Regions from separate parts of the Hordeum vulgare genome. Here region 2 is linked to region 1. Evidence: chromatin contacts called from public Hi-C data. All regions are on one chromosome and are shown on one strand. The core of a region is the stretch at or near the end of the contact, and the rest is flanking DNA. Distances in the headings are between cores, read along the strand shown.

Evidence for each region. Hi-C and Micro-C count contacts between places; a contact is called where the count stands out from the background.
Region 2: a Hi-C map of leaf shows a contact between it and region 1, with 3 times the contacts expected there. The contact joins the promoter of LOC123448149 here to the enhancer-like site in region 1. A contact is called at or near these places in 2 of 6 Hi-C or Micro-C datasets (leaf and seedling).

Annotation. Positions count from the first base shown.
Region 1 is chr4H:134,390,211-134,394,299 of MorexV3_pseudomolecules_assembly, reverse strand. No RefSeq gene overlaps it. Among protein-coding and RNA genes, the nearest start is that of LOC123448149, 170 kb to the left of the region's middle. Within about 2 kb of position 2,404, at least 2 of the 3 cell types and tissues checked have open chromatin away from gene starts, as enhancers often do. A contact at or near this core is called in leaf, where this site is marked.
Region 2 is chr4H:134,554,591-134,558,926 of MorexV3_pseudomolecules_assembly, reverse strand. LOC123448149 (fatty acid desaturase DES3-like) reads right to left here and starts at 1,391. Exons shown (of 8, transcript XM_045124937.1): 1 at 933-1,391; 2 at 680-769; 3 at 1-31. The coding sequence starts at 1,225.

The sequences.
Region 1 (4,089 bases), core at 1,155-3,654:
TTATGTGTTCTCTTAGTTAAAGAAAAGTTAAAAATGCCAAGATTATCCTGTTTTCTCAGTTTTCTGTGCAATAGAAAAATGGCCCAAAAAGAAAAAGTCTCAGAATGCCACAAAATTTTAACATGATTTTTTTGGAATATTTAAGGATGTTTGGCACAAAAAATGCAGCAAGGAGGTGCAACTAGGGGCCACAAGGCAAAAGGGCGCGACCACCCCCTAGCCACACCTTGATGCCTTGTGGGGCCCATATGCCCCACTACCTTATCCCTTTATCCCATTTCATCACCTAACTCTGAAAAAATTCTCATGCTCTCTCTTTCCCATGTTCTTCCTCTACTAACTGAAATTTTTGATCTCTTTACTCGAAACTCTTTTTACGAAATTGTTTTGAGGAATTGCTCTTTGGTATGTGGCTCATCCATTCCTCCAATTAGTTTTTGCTTTAATGGTCTATATTTTGCATATTATGCTACACTTGGTGCTACTGAAAATGAGCTTGTATGTCAAATTCTTTGAGTTCCAAGTAGTGGTAACTCTTTATATGTCCTCTAGGCGTCCATACGAGTAGTTACTATCAACCTTGCAAGGTTTTACAAACATAATTTTATGGTCCAAAAACTTTCAGAAATTTGTGTGTAGGAAAATGAACTTCTGCAAGAGTAGTTCTTCAAGGAAGGGTTCTTCGAGCCAGAGCCCTAAGGGAGTTGTCGAGGGGGGGACTCAGGATCGCGATATTAACATTTTACGCAACATCGAAGTTAGGCCCGGCGAATGTGTAACAACCCAAACTTTGGAATGTTATATTAAATAATTGAATCATTGATATTTTGATTTATTGATTGAATTTGAGTGAAATTTGAAACTGTTGGAAACCTTTGAATGATAGGGAATAAAATGACTTTCCCCTTTGCTTCTGATTTCAAATTCATTCCAACACAAAACCCTAGATAGAAGATGAAATTACCTCTTCCATTTATATAAATGAAAAAAGGGATTTGAAAAGATTGGAATTCCATTTGAAACATATAAAATTCGTAAACTTTATGCAACTCAAGGAGTTTCGAGAGAGGAGATACTATGACTTCTTCAAATCAAAAGAAAGAGAGTTGAAAGTTTCAATGAAATCAATTTGAAAGCCCCTTTCAAAGTTTTATTTGAATTTCCAATTTCAAAACCCCACGAAGTTATTCATAATGAGAAGAGGAAAATGACACTTCAAATTTCAGAGGGGGTTGAAATATATTTGACAAAAAATAGAAAAGAGTTTGGAAAAGGTATGAAAATTTAAATTTAAAGTCATTTTAGAGTTGTTTTGAACTTTAGTTTTCTCCGAAAATAGAATATATGGAAAGTAAGATAAAATGATTAACTACAATAGAAAACTAGAGAAAATGAATTTGAAATCATTTCGGTATTTTAAAATATTTTTATTGCATTTTATTTGGAACACTAGCACTATTTGAATTATCTAATTTTGTGAGAATTTTATTTGACCTTAAAAATATGTTCATGTTGTTCGAAATCCTTTTATGTTCATTTTAGTATATAATATGTCTATATAAACGTTATATAATTTTTATTTAGTTTTATTTTTTGTTTTTAAATAAAATAGAATTTTTTTTACTAGGAAATAATGCGTTAGATAGGAAAGTCCCGCACGACCCATCAATCGAATCGAGTCCAAATCCACCCCAACCGGATCCGAATCTTTTCGGATACACCACCGACGCACGCTATGACCTCTCGCTCCAACTGATTTGCAGGACCCACCGACCGATGGATCTCCACCTTCCTCTCTTCCTTGATTTCTTCCTTCGTCGGAGATCTGTTGCTGCAGTGAATCTGCCTCGCCTATTCATGTCATTCTGGTGCTTCCCCCTACCCAACGACACATCCCATGTAAATACCGCCCTCCCCTCGACCCTTTCCACCCCGAAAGCCCCCTCTCCGTGCCCTCTCGCCGCCAGGATTCCATGCCGGAGAAGAGCTCCGCCGCCGCGTCATTGTCGTCCAACCGCACCACCACAACCACCTCCCCACCGCCCGAAGCCACCCACGAGTCCTCCACCCTCAGCCACCGGAGCTCCCTCCCTGACAACCACCCGAGCGCCACCTCCGCCCTGAAGCCCGCCATCGTCACCCACGTAGTCCCCAAGCTCGACCTCGACCTCGACCACCCGCGAACGCAGCATGAAGATCTGCAACGCTTGAGAACCTCGCCGTCGTCAGAGAACCCCTGGAGCCATCGCCTGCATCGCCACCCAAGCCGCATCATTACGGTCACCATCAACGGAGCTCGACTCCCTCCGTCCGATCAGTTTTAAACGGCATAGATTAGAAGCGGCGTACCGCTTCAGCTTATTTGTAATGAACCGGACGGTTTTTTCTCGTTTAAATTTAGCCAAATCGTCTTATTTTATTTTGCGGCAGTCTGTCCGTATAGCTCGAAACCGCAAACCCCCCCGGCCAACCAAACCGGGCCACATGGCCCCCTGTCCGTTCACTGGGATTTTTCCTTTCTGTGTTTAAACTTCTTTACCATAATTGATTCTGTTTTCGAATTGCTTTATCTTTTAGGTTTTATTTGTTTTTGAGTGAGTCTTTTTGCATGGGTTTTAGAAAATTCCGTAGTTTGTGTAGATATAAAGTTTGGTTATGTTCGAATAGTTTAAATTTGGGCTTCAAACCTTGTTTTGTGGATAACTTGAGTTTAAAAATAGGTTTTGAGTTTATTCTTTTTGCTACTCGTTACTTGTGACTTCGTTTATCACTAGGTATAATTTGGGAAATTTTAGAATATTTGAAATTTGGGCTTTACAACAAAAAACGGTACTATTTAGTTATGTTTGTTTTCAGCCTTTAATTTATTTGTTTTAAATAGTTTTAATTAAATTCATTTTGTCACTTGTGACAAATAATTTTAAGTTTTTTTAGTAAGCAGTAGCTCCTCTATAAAATTATTTTATTTTAATTTGTGTTATTCTAAGATTGATTTGCATGGAATCAATTCAAATTCAATAAATTACTTGAAATTGATTTCAATGCTAACTAAATTCTTTTGGAAAGCGCTTTCTATAAATTGTTTTATAAGTTTTATTTTCAATTAATTTTAATTTAGAGCACAAATAATATGTATTAATGTTGAAATTTTTTTTGGTTTAATTCGAAGATAACCTTGTATAGGTCATAAGTAGAGTTTGGTAAATGTTTTTCAATTGGTTCTTTTTGCTCACTATGTTTTATGAGATATACTTTCTATTAATTTAGTTGTTTTATATTTTTGATTTATGTTATTTTATTATTCTTAGTGTTTTCTTTGCTGTTATGTTTTCTAGGACAAACACTTGTATTGTTTTGTGTGTTAGTTTTCATAGTTTCTTTATTTGTGTTTTTCAAAAGTAATTCTTTTGGCCAGAAAAATATTTAGTGAAATATTTTATCTTATGTATTTGTTTTTTAAGCCTTGTTGTTGTTGATAATAGGTTATTTGTAGGAAAACTATTGTTGGTTGCTTTGACAGAATTTCATGGTTTTAACTTTGTTTTAAGTATTTCCTTCATCTCCTCACTACTGTGTTTGGTACTTTTTTTGCTTCTTCATTGTTATAATGATTGCTAGTATGATTGCTTATGTGAGTCCAATGTTTGATTATATAGATTTTTTCATCGGAGAGTGACGAATAGTTCTACCAAGTTATTTTTTAGAGCGATATTATCTTCCTCAACTTACCACGCAAGTTCACTTTGATCATTGATGACCCACAAGTATAGGGGATCAATCGTAGTCCTTTCGATAAGTAAGAGTGTCGAACCCAATGAGGATCATAAGGAAATGATAAGCAATTTTCAGCAAGGAATTCTCTTCAAGTGTTGTAAGTAACATTGACTGATAGTTTTGTAGCAAGATAATTGGTAACAAGTGACAAGTAACAATAGTAGCAAAGGTGAAGAAAGGTAGCCAATCCTTTTTATAGCAAAGGATAGCCTAAAAGTTGTCCTATATAAAGCAAGTGCTCCCGAAGACATATGGGAATTTCTGTCTAGTCATGTTTATCATATTAAGTTAATACGCGCTCACTTCTTTGATGAT
Region 2 (4,336 bases), core at 142-2,641, 170 kb before region 1:
GTTCTGATGGTGCGTCCTGTGGCTGATCCTCCTGAATTATGCCATAACAAGCATAAATGGTCAATCAGCCAAAGCTAACTACAGCAATTACTAGTACAAGAAAATCATTGCTGCCCGGCAAAAATAATAAATTGATTAATTGCTGCACAAGAAAATGCCTCAAGAATATAAATAAATAAATTGCTGCACAAGAAAATGCAGAACCTTGCGAAATAAAGTAAAATTCAGAATCTTGCATGGCATGCACGACGCATGGCTTGTGTCCATCGTTTTCGTCTCCGTGTGGGGTGTAATTTTCAATGTGGACGACGTAGGAGACTGTGCACTCGTGTTAAACAACTCAAACAGTTGTCGAGAGATAGAGTATTTCTCTGAACATTTTCTTTTCTTTAATAATAATATATAATAATAGGGGGAGAAGCTCTGTTTCGCTTCTTGATTGCATCGGTTTGCTCCAAATTTTAGCTCCTTTTCATGATTATTTCTTTGTTTCCTAAATAAACCCATGATAGAAAATTGCAGCCCATTTCGTAGAGTTTCAGAATGTGTATCAAACTGTATCACTTCTGTTCCAAATTTGCAGCGTTTGTGCTCCCAATCTGTGCCGGTTCAGCGTTTGGGTACACATACTAAAGTGTCTGTATTTATGTTAAGCGGAGAAAAATCGAAAGATGCTAACCATCCGTTGTATGGGACAAGGATGAAGGTGTGCAGCAGGTGGCCGACGACGCTGTTGAGCGTCAAGCTGTCCGAGAAGCTCCCGTGACCACTGCATCACAAGAGGAATAATTATTACTGCGTCCCAGTAGACAGTAGTAATATACTACTCCTACGTGTGCATCGAACACAGATGCAGCATTGCCCTCGGACGGCGACGATCTGGTTAATTGATGGATCGATTGCGGCGGCCGGGCGAAGGAAGAAGCGCGTACCAGTCGTGGCCGAGGACGAAGAGCGCCCAGAACATGGTGCCCTGCGCTGCCCAGTAGAGCGGCCACACGGCCCAGCTGTTGAGCCACCATGCGACCACGGCCAGCGCGGCCACAACGGCGACGTCGCGGGCGACGTAGGAGAGGGACCGGAGTGGGCTCTTGCGCCAGCAGTGGGCGGGCACGGCGGCACGCACGTCGCCGATGCGGAACGGCGGAGGCTTGGCGGCGTCGAAGTCCTCGGTGGCCTTGCAGCTTTGCTCCTGCTCGGGCGCCCTCCTCGCCGCGGCGCCCATGGCTGGATCTGTCTCCCGGAAAGCGGGGAGAGAGATTTGGGGCCGCGGGTTGGGTGGTGGTGGCCGGAGGTCGATGCAGATGGGTGCTATTTATAAGCCACAATTTGCCATTGATGTACACTTCCTACTACGTTTGTCTACGTAGTAGTACGTACTACTACTACTGTAGTACATAATGGAATGGACCGGTGCACGTGCATGCACGTCCTCCTCCTGTACGGAAACATCAAGTTTCCTTTACGTGCCCATGCTTGCGTCGTGTTTCCATACTTCGACACGATACAAAATGACGATCAACTTACGTAGGGCACATTCCCATCATGACATTTGCGTTTCTAAGAGCAACTCCAACGGTCTGATCCAAACGGACAGTGTATTTGTATTTTTTTTATCCGTTTAGGTCGACCGTCCGCTCTGCGCCCGTCCTGTATTAGATTTGAGTCGGCAGTGCGTCCAACGCACCGACCAATTTCATGCCCGTAATCAACATATTTAAAAAAGGGCCCGTGGCCGATTATGCCAGCGGCCATGTTTCACGTCGGCATCATGCCAGCGCCGGTATACAATGTCGGCCTAAAAAAATAGCACCATAGTCATGCTGGCGCACTCGCCAGCCGGCCGGCACAAAAAGACGGTGGCACTTGAGTTCGACCACGCCATCACGGCCCCGTGGTCATGCCAGCACACCTGCCGGCATCCAAAAAATATGGCGCTCGCCGCCATAGATCACTCATTATCGAACTTGAGCATGTTGGCCTGCATCTTCTCGAACCGCGGTCTCTTTCTTGGCGACACGATGTTGAGATCCACCTTCATGATCTCCACCCCGGTCATCATGCTCGCGAGAGCCACTTCTTTGGCCTTGGTCTTGGCATTGGCGGCCTCGATCTCTAGCATCTTGGCTTGCTTCCCCGCCTCCATCTCAAGCATCCGTGCTTGCTTCTCCGCCTCCATGTCAAGCCTCCTCCTTTGGATCTCCAAGAAGGCGTTTATTTGCTCTTCTCTTTCTTGCCAGCGCTTCTCCTCCCTTGAGTCCTTCTTGGTGATCATGCCCTCCAAGGTTGCGATCAAGACGATCGACGCCGCATCCCGCTTGTCCTCCTTCTTGGAGTTGGTCTTCCCCCTCGGCCGAGCCTTCTCGTCGTCCCCAACCTCCTCCACGGCTTGCTTCCCACCACGCGACTTGAGGCCGGCATATTGCCCCTTGAATTTCTCCTCGTCTTTGATCACCCTAAAGCAATGGGAGAGGTTGAAGCACTTGCCATTGTGTTGGACCTTGAATGCCTCCAACGCTTGAAATGCCTACAAATGTATTTTATGGAAGCATATTGACAAAAATGATATGCAAATGAACAACGAAAAGCATGTACTTGATGTCTTGATGACACAAATAGAGGGTGGCTTGCTAGAATACCATGTCTTGCACACCAATGCCACTCATGGGGCGGGCCTTGACGCTCTCATGAGTGGCACAAAACTTGTTGCACTCTTGTTGGATCACCCTCCAACGCTCCGAAATGGACACCCACCCGCTTACTTGCTATTTGATATGAGGGAAACTTCTTGCGCTTATGGAACTCACGGTGAACACGAATCCAAAAGGTTGAATGCTTTTGTTCGGCGCCTGTCTTGGGATCTTGCCCAATGTCTCTCCAACACTCGCAAAGAAGCTTGTCCTCGGCCGCCGTGTATGCCTTGGTCCACTTGCTCTTGCGCTTCAGTGCCGTCCCATCCGCTTGGCTGGCGAGCTCGTCCTCAAACAAAGGCTCTGTCTCAATGTCGCACTCGTCCTCTTCCTCTAGACCGTAGTCCTCCAGGAACTCATGATCGAGAGGGAAGCCGTCCAGGTCCAGGCCGATGTCAAGCTGATCATGAATGAAGGCGGCCTGATCTTCATTGTAGCCTCGACCATCCTCTCTTTGTGTATCGTCGGGATCGAAGCCAGCGGCCTGCGCATCACCCTCGAAGATCATGTTCTGCATGTAGTCGTCGTAGTTGGCGGCCAACATTCCATCGAACAGGTTGTGCGCGCCCGACAGCTGGTCGGCTGGCGTCTGCCTCGCTCGTTTCCTCGCGCCTCCGGTCGGTGTGGCGTTGAGGTCGATCGTCGTGGGCGCGGGCGTGAAAGGCGCGACCACGCTCACCTCGGGCGAGCACTCCCCCGAGAGGCGGGAGGCCTGCGGGTAGATGTGGAAGCCGGGCACCGGGTTGCAAGCCGACGCGCGGGGCGAGTCGGGCAGCAGCGCCCGAGAGAAGACGGATAAGCCGGTGCTGACCGCGGCGGCCACAGCGGCATTGACGAGGTCGTGCTGGCTAGGGTTTAACCCCAACATGCAGAGCGCTTCCCTCGTTGTCGCCGCGACGCAGGCGTTGGTGATCTCCTACTGCGCGGCGGCCGCCGCGATGGCTTCATCCCTCGCGCCCGCCGCATGCCTCCGATCCTTCCTCTTGGCCGACTCCTGTGCCCGCTGTTTGGCCGTCAGCTGTTGGAATTATGCCCTAGAGGCAATAATATATATAGTTATTATTATAATTCCTGTATCAAGATAATCGTTTATTATCCATGCTATAATTGTATTGAATGAAGACTCATTTACATGTGTGGATACATAGAAAAAACACTGTCCCTAGCAAGCCTCTAGTTGGCTAGCCAGTTGATCAAAGATAGTCAGTGTCTTCTGATTATGAACAAGGTGTTGTTGCTTGATAACTGGATCACGTCATTAGGAGAATCACGTGATGGACTAGACCCAAACTAATAGACGTAGCATGTTGATCGTGTCATTTTGTTGCTACTGTTTTCTGCGTGTCAAGTATTTGTTCCTATGACCATGAGATCATATAACTCACTAACACCGGAGGAATACTTTGTGTGTCAAACGTCGCAACGTAACTAGGTGACTATAAAGATGCTCTACAGGTATCTCCGAAGGTGTTCGTTGAGTTAGTATGGATCAAGACTGGGATTTGTCACTCCGTGTGACAGAGAGGTATCTCAGGGCCCACTCGGTAATACAACATCACACACAAGCCTTGCAAGCAATGTAACTTAGTGTAAGTTGCGGGATCTTGTATTACGGAACGAGCAAAGAGACTTGCCGGTAAACGAGA